Linked DNA regions of Mus musculus: regions 1, 2, 4 and 5 are each linked to region 3. The links are chromatin contacts, called in public ChIA-PET, Hi-C and promoter capture Hi-C maps. All regions are on one chromosome and are shown on one strand. The core of a region is the stretch at or near the end of the contact, and the rest is flanking DNA. Distances in the headings are between cores, read along the strand shown. Region 1 overlaps Rps6ka5 (ribosomal protein S6 kinase, polypeptide 5). Region 2 overlaps Rps6ka5 (ribosomal protein S6 kinase, polypeptide 5). Region 3 holds the start of Ccdc88c (coiled-coil domain containing 88C). Region 4 has its middle 4.1 kb from the start of Rps6ka5. Region 5 overlaps Rps6ka5 (ribosomal protein S6 kinase, polypeptide 5).

Region 1 (2,700 bases), core at 34-2,533, 460 kb before region 3:
AAGGATAAACCCTGACAGATTACCTAATCTCAAGCAGCCAGCAGGAGTGAGGGGGCAGGGTAGGTGGAGTGGGGAGAAGGTAAGTGCAAATGATGTAAAGACAGTACTCAGTTATGAAATTATAAAACAGAAAAACTTAATGTAAAAAAAGAAGGGGGTGGAAAAAACAAAGAAAGGAAAAATTGAAATAGTTTTCTATCATACAATGCTCAGACCTTGATTTTTGACGACTGAGGTCACCAATCATGGGTGTTTTCTTGGGACATATCGGTCCTTCAGCAATTATACTAGAGGTTCTCTGTGCAGTGCCAGGCGGTGTGCTACACATCTTACCAGAAGCACGTTTGGCTCCATCTCCACAGGGCCTGTCAAGGCTCTGGCAAGAACGGGTTTGTTCCACTAAGACTAATGAAGGAATTCTTTGGTCATCTTGGAGGAAGTGAGGGCATTCCCTTTACACTGGCGACTCTAACCCTCCTCTCATAGAACACGTAAAACCAGAGCTTACTGCTTACTTCCTCCTGCCCCAGGGTAGCAAGGGAAGTATCAGGACAGTTCCACATGGGTGTGTGCATGGCCAGGAAGGGACAAAAGTAACAGTTGAGCCACTTCTATCCTCATCTCGGTTTCTGCCTGAAAATACTATCATATACAGAACTTTCTTAATCCTTTAAGAGGATCAATATGAAGACTACCAAGCAGCCCTCTAAGAATGCCAGTCAGCTTCTAAATCTGTCTGGTTCTCACCTAGAGCTTAGAGTTCTGTCTATGTAGAAAAAGAACGCCATCTAACTATCTAAACAGTCACAACTAAAATGCTGCCTAGGAAAGGGATTCAACTTTTAGTTTGGAAATAATATACTCTGCCATTTAAAAGTCAAAGTGAGAGCTATAGTTAGGAAAGTGCTAGTTCAAAGGTACGTTTTTACTTTCCTAAAACCCAGTTTAAGAATAAAATGATGGTAGAACATATAGTGTAATCTGACATTTCTGCTTCACTTCAAGCTACAAAAGCATCTATTTGATCAGGAAAGGAAGAAGACAAATTTAAATTCTGCTGCCGAGGACATGTGCCTCATTCGAGACACCATGAGATGACAGATGGCCAGTTATCAAAGAATAAAACATGTGAAAATGAGTTCTATACAGTCATGGAACAGATCTTTTCCATTAAAAAACTACATGCCTGTTCCTTGTCTATCAAGCAAACGTTTAAGTAGTGTGCTCTCACATTTAAACTAGACAGCTCATCTCGGAGCCCAGAGCACCATGTTTTCAGTGGGTGTTACGTAGGAGAGTGAGAATTGGGATGAAGGAAGCCGAGGGGAGCTAGCAGAGCTGTGAGTTCCTACGACACAAGCCACTTCTGATTAATTACTAGCAATGGGAAGAACAGTAATAAAGTACTCAAAAATTTAAAACCTTTAAAGGAATAAATCAATTGTCTTCTGTACCCCTGAGGATCACAACTGTGGGTTCAAACTACTACCCACTAAAAACTTCAAACAAACAGACAAAAAAACAAAACAAAACAAAACAATCTACCCACAAAAAAAAGCAACAAAAACCCCTTCAAAACTGTACAGAATATGAAAAGATTTTTTGTGATTATTCCCTAAAATATACATATTTATCATTTACATCAAAATAGATATCATAAATAACTTAGAGAGAGGATTTAAAGTATACGAAAGGATCACGTAGGTTATATGAAAATAAAATAATATTCAATTTCATGTAAGAGGTTTGATATCCATAGGGAGCTTCGGTACCAATCCTCCACAGATACAGAGAACTGTATTTGAATACATATACTGTAGCTGTCCTCAGACACACCAGAAGAGGGCATCAGGTCTCATTACATGTGGTTGTGAGTCACCATGTGGTTGCTGGGATTTGAACTCAGGAATCTTCAGAAGAGCAGTTAGTGCTCTTACCTTCTGAGCCAATTCACCAGCCCTATGTTTCCACTTTTAAAATATCAATTTTGTTTGAGAAAGGTTTTCTCAGTGTGGTCCTGGCTGTCCTGAACTCACTCTGTCGACCAGGCTGGCCTTGAACTTAGAGATCTCACTTCCTCTGCCTCCCAAGGGCTGGGATAAAAGTATGTACCTCTACTGCCCATCTTTTTAAAACATTTTTAAATAATTTAAGCACAAGATTAAAAAAATTGCTTTTACAGAAATATTCTTTTTTGATTTAATAAAAAAGGAACATCAAGCCCATTAATATTTTAAATAGACTTGAAAATATATTATGATCACATAGAAACTAAAAATAATATCCTATTTTAGAGCAGAAATATATATAATTTCTCATTTGGTAAAGGATAATTTTTAAAAAAAAAGTCATTGGCTTTTGTTTTCCAAGCTCATTATTACTTATTTTTAAAAAGAGAGGAATTTTCATATTTTTGATACTAAAAATGGATCATTCTGAGTTAAAACCTTCTTAATTAGCCTTCTTAAGGAAATATAAAAAGTTGTTGCTCTGCACTGCTCTCCAGGTCTATAAATACCACAGTCGTGAGCATACTGAAGCACATATAGATAGGACAGCTTATTAAACCAAGGCAGGGCCTCGTGTGTAACTATGTAGAACAGAATCCCATACATTACTGTTTAGGAGCTATCAATTTGATTTAAAAATGTGAAAATTAAGGTTTCAAAATACACTATCAAACGAACAAACTCCCCAAGA
Region 2 (2,700 bases), core at 9-2,508, 320 kb before region 3:
AGCCAGTGGGGAAAAGAACTAGGCAGAAAAGCATTCTGTTGTTAAACAAGGAGAGCAATAAACACTCAAGCACCAGGTACTCCAAAGAAGTGACAATAGATTCAAACTGAGACATCCTATCAGACCAGCAAAGCAGGGACAAGCTTCATAACTGTGGAGCAGTTGAGAACTGACACTAAAGCACATCAGAGTCTAGGGGGAGAAAACATAGAAACTAGTGGAATAAAAAGCCTATGCAAAGCCCTGTGCAAAGAAGACTTTTCAGTAACTAGAGGACTTGGAACGGTTGGCTGGTTAGCTGGCTGGCTCATATGATAAGAAGACACAAGTATGTTTATGGGAAGGAAAACAGGGAAGGGGGTTAACTCTTAATTAGCCAATTTTTAGTAGGTTTAGAAAACAATCTGATTTGATCTTATTTAATATGCTTAAAATCTTTTAATATACCAACTAGAAAATGTATATTTTATAATCTCATTTTCTGGGACCAACCAAGTAGGATTATAAAATAGCTTTTCCCATAAAACCTTATCCTTGATTATTCAGTATTACAAAACACAATATTCTTGGGTTAATTTAATTTCAGTCAGAAGGTGACAATTGTATGCAGTGAGAAAAAAAGTCTGCTGCTGCTATTTGAAGGGTTTGTTTTCCCCTTTTTCTGTCATGGGAAAAAATATTTATGAAGTAACTTACCAGATAAGCTACAGTTAGGAAGTGCCCAGCATAGTCCTAACAACACACATTAACTGTATGCTAAAGCCTTGACTCCTATCTACAAAGTCCAAGTAGTGCAATTTTAGTAAATGCATGGGAACTTGAAAACTCGGCGAAAATGCTAGCACATCGAGTTCCCTTCAACTGCCAGGTGGTAAACTGCTGTGAAGCTTTTTCGAGTTGTGGTTGGGCCTCAAACCATGTCTCTGGAGAGCACTGGCAGCCGAACAAAGTTATATTTAATATCTGTGCACTTTAAACAACGCTGCCCACTTTATTGCTGTGATCACATACCTCGAAGATGTACTGTACTCTGGGTATATACGACAGCAGTGTATTATCACTTATCCCAGTGATTCTAGAATTATACAACGAAACATATGCAAAACTTATGCAAAAACTGAGTCAAAACAAAACAGTAATGGTCTTTCCCCCCAATACATGTACCAAAATAAGTATAATTTAAAACTAAACTAAACTAAACTTAAACCACTTCAAAAGGAAACAGAAAATTAAGCTTACTAAGAATCTGGCATGAGCTAGAGACTATGTTCAGTTCTCTGACCATGGAAAGCACAGAAACGCCTGATTGGCTGGGCCTGAAAATGTCTTCAGTGAGTTGCTCTGCAACATGCTACAAGCTTTTCTTCATAGCCTGAAAGTAAAATAATACTCTTAGGATGTTTTTCTGTATCTTAGAACTTTTTCCAAAGACCAGAATAACATTTTTCTTAAAACAATGTAGCTATTTATCTTGAATAAAGCATTGCCTTTTCTTTACAATTCACAGAGGAACAAAACAATCATGCCCTCAAAACTTCCATATCTTCCTGTCACCAAATCTACAAATGCACCTGCATCCTCTCCCCAGTCCTTTCCTAACAAAAGCAGCTTTCTTATCAGACACCAGCCTGCCCTGCAGCCCCAGGTAAACTAAATGCTCCCCTTCTCGGGGTTCTTGACATCATCATTTACGGTCTAATGCCATTTCAGTCTCTGTGACACACGGATGTTTCAGCATGATCTAGCATCAGTCATCCTAAAACAAGGAAACAGGAAATAAACCTCCTTGAAGTCCCTATTTCAATCCCCTCCAGAACAAAGTCTCTCAAAAGTTACGGTCCTTGCAATTCACCCTTCAAACATTCCAATCCGACTCTGCCCCACTCATCTTCCACCAGACTGCCCTTAACACAGCTCCTCTGGCCAATGGAGCGGACACTGCATACACACCCCATCCTCTTTAGTAGCCATCCACATCCAAAACCACAAACTGTGAGATTATATCCAGGTTCTTCCTCTGTAGTCTGTCTTAGCAACTCACTTTCTTGATAATCCTTCTTTATTTTTGTTTTTTGTTTGTTTTTCAGTACTTAGTTCTAAATCCTCTCTCTAGAGCATCTCCAAAAGAAAACTTCCCTGCTTACCTGGCTTTAGGGGTATTTATATTTTTGTGACACCAGGATTCTTATTTGAGCCCAAACCTATTTGGGTTTCAACTGATTCTTTTACTCGCTTCTGGGGTAACATTGAGCAAACCACCTGTTGAAGACTGAGTTTCCCAATTTGCTAAAGTAGAATAACAGGACATGATTCACAATGTTACTGTCTGAGCTAAATGAGTTAAAGTACATACTGTAACACATACAGTTCATCATCCATAGTTACTACCACCATATATATATATATCCATCATAATCTGGCAAAGGCTCCTAAAAGTTACCTTAGTTACGATGTTAAACTAGGTTCCATGTTTTCTGCAGAGCTATGTAGTCATCTCTCCTAGTTCACCATCTAGAAATCCTAAAATGACCCTAGTCATTTCACTACCGCTCTTCATACTCTCTCCTCCCAGAGTAAGTAAATTTATCACTTTGTAAAAAAGGGCTCTACAGATATGAGGCACCAAATTAATTGACTTTATAAGTGGGAAAATAACCCAGGCAGAGCTAGGCTAATCATACGAGCCGCTTTAAATCTGGG
Region 3 (2,700 bases), core at 137-2,636:
TATTTCATTAGCTAATGGATTACTGAGTGTGACACCTCCATCAGTCCCAGCTGAGTGGGTACATGTAAAGGCTGATCCAGTTTTATTTTGTTCCAAGTGCCTGTGACTCATACTGTCACTCACTTCCAATAGGATCCCCGAAGCTTCTAAGTTAAACACAGAATGGAGGGGTAGGAGCCAACACCTAAGTGGTGCTAAGATGTCAGACAGACAGGCTCTGCAGAACTCCACAACGGATGTGGTCAGAGGTGCGGCCGGCAAGTAGTATCTACGAGACCCTGTTTAAGCCCAAGCAAACGTTCTAAACAGCCAGCCTGCCTGCCTGCCTGTGTGCCTTCTAAACCCAATTCACACAAGGACGATTAATGACTGCATCTGCCCCAACAATTGGGAAGAGAAGGAGATTCAGAAGCCCAGTTCCCAAGCCACAGTGAAACTGCGTTCACACCGCGATGCTCCAGACCCAGCGGACATTTCCTGTAACCAACCAGACCCTCTTTACAGTTCTGTGTCCCTCCAAAAAGAAAAGGGACTTTTGGTGTCAGCACTCAGACTACCATCAAGTGCCCGAGTTTACAAATGAGTCAACCGCAAATTTCCTTAGCTCGAATGAGGTGCTGGGGGATGGGGGGGTCCAACGGCCCACCTGAACGGAATCCCTCCCTGGCCATCCGGCATTCACGCTACAATCTTAGGTTTCTTAAAGTATCCTCTCTGAAGAGGCAACTTACATTTGCAGCATGATTTGATTCAAAAAGATGCCGTCCACTAAATCCATGTACAGAGTCAAGTTGTCCTGGTGGCCGCTTCCAAACGATCCAAAAGTTTTCACCTGCGGGGAGGCAAAAGCATGTTGGTCTGACGCTGGGGGACAAGGCAGGCCAGGGAGGTCACCAACCACCGTGGTACTCTTCGCAGGCAGCAAGCCTACCCTTCCCGAACCGCGGTCCTTTCCCGCCTCCGGACAGGACTTCTGGCTAACTTTTCTCCAGCGTCCCAGAACGCGAGGAAAATAGAGAAATAAATAAAAAGGACTTTTCAACAAAATCCTCACGTCTCAGACGCACAGGAAGGCAGCACGCTCAGCCCGCCGGTCCACGGTCCCACTCTGCGCCCCTACCGCGGGTCTCTGAGCTTCAGGAGGGGTCACCCCCCTTCCCCGCCCCCACGGCCGCCGGGAACAGGTGCGCGTTCCCGAGTGGGAAGCCGTGGGGACGCCCACCCGACACGGAGCCTCCCGGTCCCCGGTGCCGCTCCGAGCGCTCACCCAGGTCACCAGAGGGCTCTGCAGAAACAGCTCAACGAGCTGCGACACCGTCACGTCCATGCTGAGCCGCGGCCGCGCCGCACAAAGCGGCTCCGGCAGCCGGCGGCGGGCGCGGGAGACAAAGGCGGGGCGCGAGCCCACGGTGCGCGGCTGCGGCCCCGCCCGCCCGGGGAGAGCGAGAGGTGGGGGCGAGGAGGGGGAGGGAGGGGCGACGCGGTCCCTCCTCGGTCGCCCGGTGCCCTGCGCAGCCTAGCGGAGAGGAGCCGCACCGGGCCGGGTGCGCGTTGGGGGAGCGGGGACGGGAGTGGGGCGGGGCCTCAGCACGTGGCGGCCCGAGTGCGCGGGCAGGTGCAGCCTGCGCGCGCAGACCTGGGCCCGAGAGGAAGAGGCTTGGTGTAAGCCTCAGACTGCAGGGTTGCGCATCAGTGCATCTGCTTTGCCGACTCCCCGGCTTCTCCCTTCCTGAAGTTCCTTCAGGATGGATGCTGGCGGTGTGGCCGCCCCACGCGTGTGCGCCCCTGCTATGGCTCTACCCTCCCTCCACCATAGCACGCCGTGCGGGAGAGCCCGTCCCGGCCGCAGTGCGCAGCGGCAGCTTTGAGCCTGGGCTCCCAGCGCGATGGACGCCGTGCCCCCTGCTGGCGGGGGCTGTGTGCTTGGAGGCCTGCAGCCCCACGTTCTCACCACTTCCTGGTAATAACTTCGCTCCCCGAGCTGGGCCATTGTTGCATGTACTCTTGTCTTGACGAGTTTAATCCTCACTGCGATGCGGGAATGTTAACCCGAAGCCCCTGGCACACTCCTAGGGAGAACACACCAGGTACTCAATGACTACCCTTTGGCTAGTCATTTTGCAGCGTAGCTTTTTCACGTATTAGGGATGTGACATCTGCTGATGACATGTGGTATTACAGTTCTGCCTGGTTGGAAAGCCTGTTAATAAATAGACTGTAGCCCCCAGTATACTGGCAAGGTTCCAAGAAATGTGGAAGTCAGAATAACAAATAAAGGGTGGAGGTGGGGGGGCTTCTGCAATGAAGAGCATTTGCTTCTATTCCAGAGGGCCTGGGCTTGTTTTCCGGCACTGACAGGATGGTTCGCAACTATCATTAAGTTGAATTTCAAGGCCTCTGAGGGCACCAGACATACATATGGTATACATTCATAAAGGCAGAACACTAAAACTCATAAAAAGTAAAACAAATCTTACCCAAAAAAGTGGGGTGGGAATGATGGTACAGCTTTGTAACCCCAGTACTGGGGAGATGGAGGCAAAAGGATCTTCAAGTTATCCTTGTCTACATAACAACTTCAGAGCTAGCCTGGGCTCAATGACATCCTGTCTCAGGCCATGGCAGTCAGTTCTGGTTCCTGTAATCACAGAATTTGGTGGGGCTGAACCAGGAGGGCCTTGAGTTCCAGGCTAGCCTGGG
Region 4 (2,700 bases), core at 120-2,619, 300 kb before region 3:
AGCTGGCCCGAGGCTTACAAGGACCCGGTACCGTACACCGGGGAAGCAGGCTGGAGCTGAAAGAGAGAAACTAGCCGGTCGAGAGAAATAATGGAGCCAAGATGATTCCCTGTTCAAGGCTCAGTGTTTATTAGCAGTCTGCGCTGTTTTGTTGCCAAGTTGTTAGCACTAGTCCGCCAGAGCAGAGCCATTAGCAGTAAGTCGCCAATTTCACAGGTAGTCAGCTACCTCAAGAACCTCTCCGGAAGACATGTTCAGCCTCTCAGCAGGTAGCAGAATCTCAGGGCAATTGTCACTTCAAAAGAAGCCAGCCAAGTCCGAAAGCAGCACTGCAGGTGGCCCCACCTCAGTGTTGACAAGGTCTGTACAGCTTCAGGCTGGGGGAGGCTACACTATTCTGAGGTATCTGAAGACAGCTACAATGTACTTACATATAATAAATAAATCAAGAAAGAAAGAAGGAAAGAAAGGAAGGAAGGAAGGAGGAAGGAAGGAAGGAAGGAAGGAAGTAAGGAAGGAAGGAAGGAAGGAAGGAAGAAAGAAAGAAGGGAGGGAGGGAGGGAGGAAGAAAGGAAGGGAGGAAGGAAGGAAGGAAGGAAGGAAGAAAGAAAGGAAAGAAAGAAAGAAAGAAAGAAAGAAAGAAAGAAAGAAAGAAGGAAGAAAGAAAGAAAGAAAGAAGGGAGGGAGGGAGGGAGGGAGGAAGAAAGGAAGGGAGGAAGGAAGGAAGAAAGAAAGGAAAGAAAGAAAGAAAGAAAGAAAGAAAGGAAGGAAGAAAGAAAGAAAGAAAGGAAGAAAGGAAGAGAGAGAGAAAAAGAGAGAGTGGAGACATCTAGGTGCCCCCATTAGATCGGTGCCCCACAGCTCCCTGGGTGAACCTGCCTGGCATGCCTGTTCTGCTACACTGTGACTTCATACTTAGCAGCGCTATGCAGAGCTGATCAACAGCTGTGTGCAATTGTTCATTTGTTCGTGCAACAACTTTCATTCCCATTATGTGCCAATTACTGTGGTAGGTGTCAAGGGCACAGTGCACACAAGACAGATGCCATCCTTGTTCCTTATTGAGATTACAGTTTAGGAATGGAAATAAATTCTAGGTGATTCTACATAAAGAAACTGCAAGCTTTTCATTTTGCTCACACTGAAAATGTATATCAACGTGCTATAATGGGATGCATCAGGAGTGCCTGTTTAGGTTAGAGTTGCTGGAAAGCCTTTGTATGGAAGTATTTTTTTTTTTTATTCAGAATCTTTAAAGATGCATAAGATTAACCAGAACTTTGAAAAAAAAAAAAACTGTCCTAATGCGCGCCAATCTCATTTCCTCTTCTTGGGCAAACAGGAAGAACTTTTTTCTTTTTTCAGTCCTTTTGTAGCTTGGTTCTTATGACAGTTGGCCAGTGGGCAGACACGGCCAGACACTTTCAAAACTAGCCAAGTCACCCCATGCGCGGTTGCAGTTTCCCACACTAGCTTTTGCCTTCTGCAGCAACCACGAAAGCTTCCCCTCCTCCCGCCCCGCTCTACACACCTCTCTCATTTTGTTGTTGAGACAGGGTCTCACTCTATAGCTGTGGCTCTCCTGGAACTCACTCTGTAAACAAGGCTGGTCGAAACTCTCACAGATCTGCCTGCCTCTGCCTCCCGAATACTGGGATCAAAGGCACGTGCCACCATGCACAACAAGCCACATTTTGAATACGGAGGCACTTCGTTTTGGAAGACTCCTGGACTGAGTTCTTTCTGGAAGCAAAACCACCTGACCTGCAATAAGTCTTTTAAGTACAAGCTACTGAGGTGGCAGGATGGTCCACGACAAAAGTGTTATGTACCCTACACTATTTCACAGGGGCATTGTTCAGGGGAAGAGAGTTTTCAGATGATGTTCCAAGACAGATAAAGAACCTGTTGCACTTGAGAGACCAAGAGAAAGCCAGTGGAGCTTTTATTACCATAACCAGGAGCTTGCTATGAGATGTATGCAAAGACATAATCACAAGGTATATGCCTGGCCTTATTAATATTTATGAGATTTATCCATGAAAGGGATTTAAAGTGGAGAATGATATAATTGGGATAGTGTTTTTAAAAAGTTATTTCACTGTATGTGTGTAGAGTGTGTGTGTGTGTGTGTGTGTGTGTGTGTGTGTGTGCATGTATGTATGTATGTGTGTGTGTAGTGTGTATATGGTGTGTGTATGTATGTGTGTAGTGTGTATGGTATGTTTATATGATGTGTGTGTCTGTCTGTCTGTCTGTCTGTCTGTGTGACACCTGAAATTGTCCTCCAACCCCCTATTGGTCATACAGTTGTTATTCACAGGCAAGCTGGTGGCCTGGCTTACTGAGGTAGTGTGCTCTATACAAGTGTGCCAGTTCCTTATCCCTGGATGTCCTCTGCCTCCAACTAGGTGGAAAATGAGGACCAACTCCTGAAATTGTACTCCGACCCCTTTATGTCCTAGTCCTTATTTTGTACCTAGTCAGAGGCAGGGTATTTTTGTCACTGTGGTGGATAGCTAGCCTTGCTGGCCCATGAGTTTCCAGGGATTTTCTTGTCTCTGCCTCCCATTTTGCCATAGGTACACTGGGAACATTAATGTGAGCCTGAGCTCTGGGACTCTGAGCTCACGCCCTCACGCTAGTGCAACAAGGGTTTTACCCACACACCAGATCTGCATAGTTTACTGACTTCTAGAT
Region 5 (2,700 bases), core at 10-2,509, 390 kb before region 3:
GATGGAGAAGCCTACCCCACAGGACAGTACTCTCGTCTAGGACTGTAAGCCCAGCCGCAAAACCAATGTATGAATGCCATAGTCCAAAGGGGAGAACTTACTATTATTATTTTGCTAAACAAATATAGTAAGAACTGCCTTTTATAGACTTATCTTTGTACTCATAGATGAGTGCAGCCTTCAGCAGAGGCCCTTTTTGTGGTGGTTAAAATACTAGGATTCATAACTGGTTAAAAGTATGGAGAATAAGTGACTATGGAGTGCTCAGCTGTTAAAGGAAGTGCATATCACATATACACAAACCCTCAATATTAAACGAACACCATAGAAGGGGCAAAAAGAATTTAAGAGCCATATTGGGGAAAGCTGATGTAAAACATCTTCTGAACAGGACATGCCTTCTATATAAACTCACTGCAGCTGAGGTTCCCTGTACAAGATCAGAATCATCAAACTTTCATCGAAGAAGGAGGAAGAGTTTATGAGGCCTCACACCTCCCGGAAGGATTACAAAGTTAACAGTGGCTGGAGGAAGGAGTGTCACTCTTTGGTGGTCTAAAGCTGCCTAGTGAGTGACTAGGCAGGCTCATGCAGAAGTCCTGCTCAGGTACATGGGTAACATGCCTAGGGAGACAAGACTGTAGGAAGGGGGCTTCCTGGGAAGAAGAAGGATTCAGTGAAGCAGCTGGGAAAGTAAAGCAATGGGGGAGAGTAACTAAAATTCAGTGTACACCTTAGAAACTGTCAACATCCACAACAAACCCTTCAAAACAAGTAAGTAACCACAGTCTACAGGCTTATTCTGAAAAACAGATAAATCAAACTTTTCCAGGGTTTATTAAACAGAACCACCACTGCAAATAAAGTCTCTTGCTGTGAATAACAAACATATAGTATTTATCCACTTGGTATATTTCAAAACTAAAAGGTCCGATTCTGCCGTATTTGTAACAACCTTTTCTCTGGAATTGCCTGTCCTGCTTGTGCAGGAGCCGTATTAGCCTCTGTACGCTTCCATTTTAATGTGTGTGCTGCTGAAGCAAGGACCCTCCTGGCGCTCTTACTCTCCCTGACGAGAAGCCCTTGTTGGAGCAAAGGGGGTAACTCTCTCTGATGAAAGGGAGCTGACATCTTTCTTTGGTAGAGCACACTCACAGGTTTCCGTTTGTACACACTACCTAATGTTGAGTACTGCTGGACTACAGAACGGCTCCAGTGCAGTTTCCACTGAGGATGCAGTGCAAGAGCCACAGGTGGAGCCCACGAGCTGCTTCGGAGCTGGCGTGCTCACAGCTTCTACAAGCCTACTTGTGGGAGGGCAAGCACAGAGCTGACAGGCAAACTACAACCTCCTGCTTTCAAGGAAAGTCTCTCTTCTGCTTTCAGTCTCCAGTCCCACTTGCTTTCCTTTCTGTTTCTAGTTTTGTATGCCCACTCTTCATATGATGACACCTTGCAGCTCGTCAAACCCGCCACAGGGAGCCTTCTCTTGTGAATCAGCTGTATTTACTTAAAAGAAGGAATGTCTGACAGCAGTTCCTGTCTGTTCTGTGACATCTGCTACTACAATGCACAATGAACCATTGTTACCATCTCATCAAGCATCAACACCTTTGCAATTTCTGAGATAAAACTAGGACTCAAACATGAACTTCAATATCTAAAACATCTAGCTCCTATTGAAAAGGATGACACATCAGGACAAAACTGTCTACAAGACTGAGGTAGCATTTGTTAAAAATGTTCTAAATACACTTGGAATTAGCTTCTTTTATGTCTGATGAATCCCACTGATTAACCTGACTGATTATTAAAGTCAAAGATCAGCCAGTGTTTTGAAAAATCACCATTTTCAGAGACTATTAGAAGAAAAAACTGTTTTGTACAGATTATTTTCCACATAGAATTTCGACTTCTGTTGAAATAATGAGCTCCAAAAACCAGAAAATAGATGAAAATGTTTTTATATTTCTTGTATCAGAACATAGGTAGAAGGAAACTTATATAAAAAAAAGTTAAGCTATTCATATTATAAAATTTGGAAAAGCTGCAAGAAATACAAAAGGGGGAAAACATCAAATATATATGATGTCATATAGTTAAGATAAGACAAAGGAACATAAGAAGCTATAGAACAACATTTTATAGAAAAATGTGACTTAACTGAACTGGAGACTTGACTCAGTCAGTAAATGGCTTGCTCTCTAAGTGTGAAGACTTGAGTTTAATCCCCAGAACCCATGAAAAGAGTCAGATATGGAGGCACACAACTGTACTCCTAGAGCTGGGGAAGTTCAAAACAAGAGAATCCATATGGACCCTATTAAATCCCCAAGCTAGCCTAACTGATGAGATCCAGGTGCAGAGAAAGACCCTTTCTGAAAGATAAGGTGAAGATAGATTGTAGACGACATCTAATGTTAACAACCTCTGACTTCCACATGTGCATGTACACACACACACACACACACACACACACACACACACACACACACACACACCTTTCAACGGGCGAGTTTAGAGCAAGGGGCAGTAAATAATAACTCAGAGGGCAAATCTAGTCCACTACCAATTTATAATTAAGATCTTGCTGGAACTGTACTATATTTGTTTACTACAATCTATGGTCAAAAAGACTTGAAAGCCTGCAAGCTTAAAATAGTTACCATCTGGCCCTATACTGGTCAGAAAAAAGTACTG

Evidence for each region. Promoter capture Hi-C pulls out the DNA fragments that hold promoters and counts their contacts. Hi-C and Micro-C count contacts between places; a contact is called where the count stands out from the background. ChIA-PET counts read pairs in DNA pulled down with a chosen protein or histone mark.
Region 1: a promoter capture Hi-C map of hippocampal neurons shows a contact between it and region 3, with 2.6 times the contacts expected there. The contact joins the enhancer-like site here to the promoter of Ccdc88c in region 3. A contact is called at or near these places in 12 of 39 promoter capture datasets (the 3T3-L1 cell line, the C10 cell line, the HPC-7 cell line and 8 more), 9 of 484 Hi-C or Micro-C datasets (the HPC-7 cell line, brown adipocytes, cerebellar granule neurons and 6 more) and 4 of 9 other capture datasets (adipose tissue, liver, macrophages and 1 more).
Region 2: a Hi-C map of pre-B cells shows a contact between it and region 3, with 2.7 times the contacts expected there. The contact joins the enhancer-like site here to the promoter of Ccdc88c in region 3. A contact is called at or near these places in 14 of 39 promoter capture datasets (the C10 cell line, the HPC-7 cell line, cranial neural crest and 8 more), 12 of 484 Hi-C or Micro-C datasets (the G1E-ER4 cell line, cerebral cortex, embryonic stem cells and 5 more), 1 of 115 datasets of contacts at active chromatin or transcription factors (memory CD8 T cells) and 4 of 9 other capture datasets (adipose tissue, embryonic stem cells, liver and 1 more).
Region 4: a promoter capture Hi-C map of the HPC-7 cell line shows a contact between it and region 3. The contact joins the enhancer-like site here to the promoter of Ccdc88c in region 3. A contact is called at or near these places in 12 of 39 promoter capture datasets (the HPC-7 cell line, cranial neural crest, embryonic stem cells and 7 more), 10 of 484 Hi-C or Micro-C datasets (the G1E-ER4 cell line, embryonic stem cells, erythroblasts and 4 more), 1 of 115 datasets of contacts at active chromatin or transcription factors (memory CD8 T cells) and 4 of 9 other capture datasets (adipose tissue, embryonic stem cells, liver and 1 more).
Region 5: an RNA polymerase II ChIA-PET map of memory CD8 T cells shows a contact between it and region 3, with 21 read pairs. The contact joins the enhancer-like site here to the promoter of Ccdc88c in region 3. A contact is called at or near these places in 2 of 39 promoter capture datasets (embryonic stem cells and neutrophils) and 1 of 115 datasets of contacts at active chromatin or transcription factors (memory CD8 T cells).

The regions. Positions count from the first base shown.
Region 1 is chr12:100,567,793-100,570,492 of GRCm38.p6, forward strand. The region is part of intron 13 of Rps6ka5 (ribosomal protein S6 kinase, polypeptide 5); the gene reads right to left. Among named protein-coding and RNA genes, the nearest start is that of Ttc7b, 48 kb to the left of the region's middle. Within about 2 kb of position 1,284, at least 22 of the 459 cell types and tissues checked have an H3K27ac peak or open chromatin away from gene starts, as enhancers often do. A contact at or near this core is called in cortical neurons and hippocampal neurons, where this site is marked.
Region 2 is chr12:100,710,338-100,713,037 of GRCm38.p6, forward strand. The region is part of intron 1 of Rps6ka5 (ribosomal protein S6 kinase, polypeptide 5); the gene reads right to left. Among named protein-coding and RNA genes, the nearest start is that of Rps6ka5, 13 kb to the right of the region's middle. Within about 2 kb of position 1,259, at least 63 of the 459 cell types and tissues checked have an H3K27ac peak or open chromatin away from gene starts, as enhancers often do. A contact at or near this core is called in the G1E-ER4 cell line, the HPC-7 cell line, hematopoietic stem and progenitor cells and 2 more, where this site is marked.
Region 3 is chr12:101,027,505-101,030,204 of GRCm38.p6, forward strand. Ccdc88c (coiled-coil domain containing 88C) reads right to left here and starts at 1,387. Exons shown (of 30, transcript NM_026681.5): 1 at 1,268-1,387; 2 at 732-832. The coding sequence starts at 1,327.
Region 4 is chr12:100,727,827-100,730,526 of GRCm38.p6, forward strand. No RefSeq gene overlaps it. Among named protein-coding and RNA genes, the nearest start is that of Rps6ka5, 4.1 kb to the left of the region's middle. Within about 2 kb of position 1,370, at least 46 of the 459 cell types and tissues checked have an H3K27ac peak or open chromatin away from gene starts, as enhancers often do. A contact at or near this core is called in the G1E-ER4 cell line, the HPC-7 cell line, hematopoietic stem and progenitor cells and 1 more, where this site is marked.
Region 5 is chr12:100,638,577-100,641,276 of GRCm38.p6, forward strand. The region is part of intron 3 of Rps6ka5 (ribosomal protein S6 kinase, polypeptide 5); the gene reads right to left. Among named protein-coding and RNA genes, the nearest start is that of Rps6ka5, 85 kb to the right of the region's middle. Within about 2 kb of position 1,260, at least 117 of the 459 cell types and tissues checked have an H3K27ac peak or open chromatin away from gene starts, as enhancers often do. A contact at or near this core is called in memory CD8 T cells and neutrophils, where this site is marked.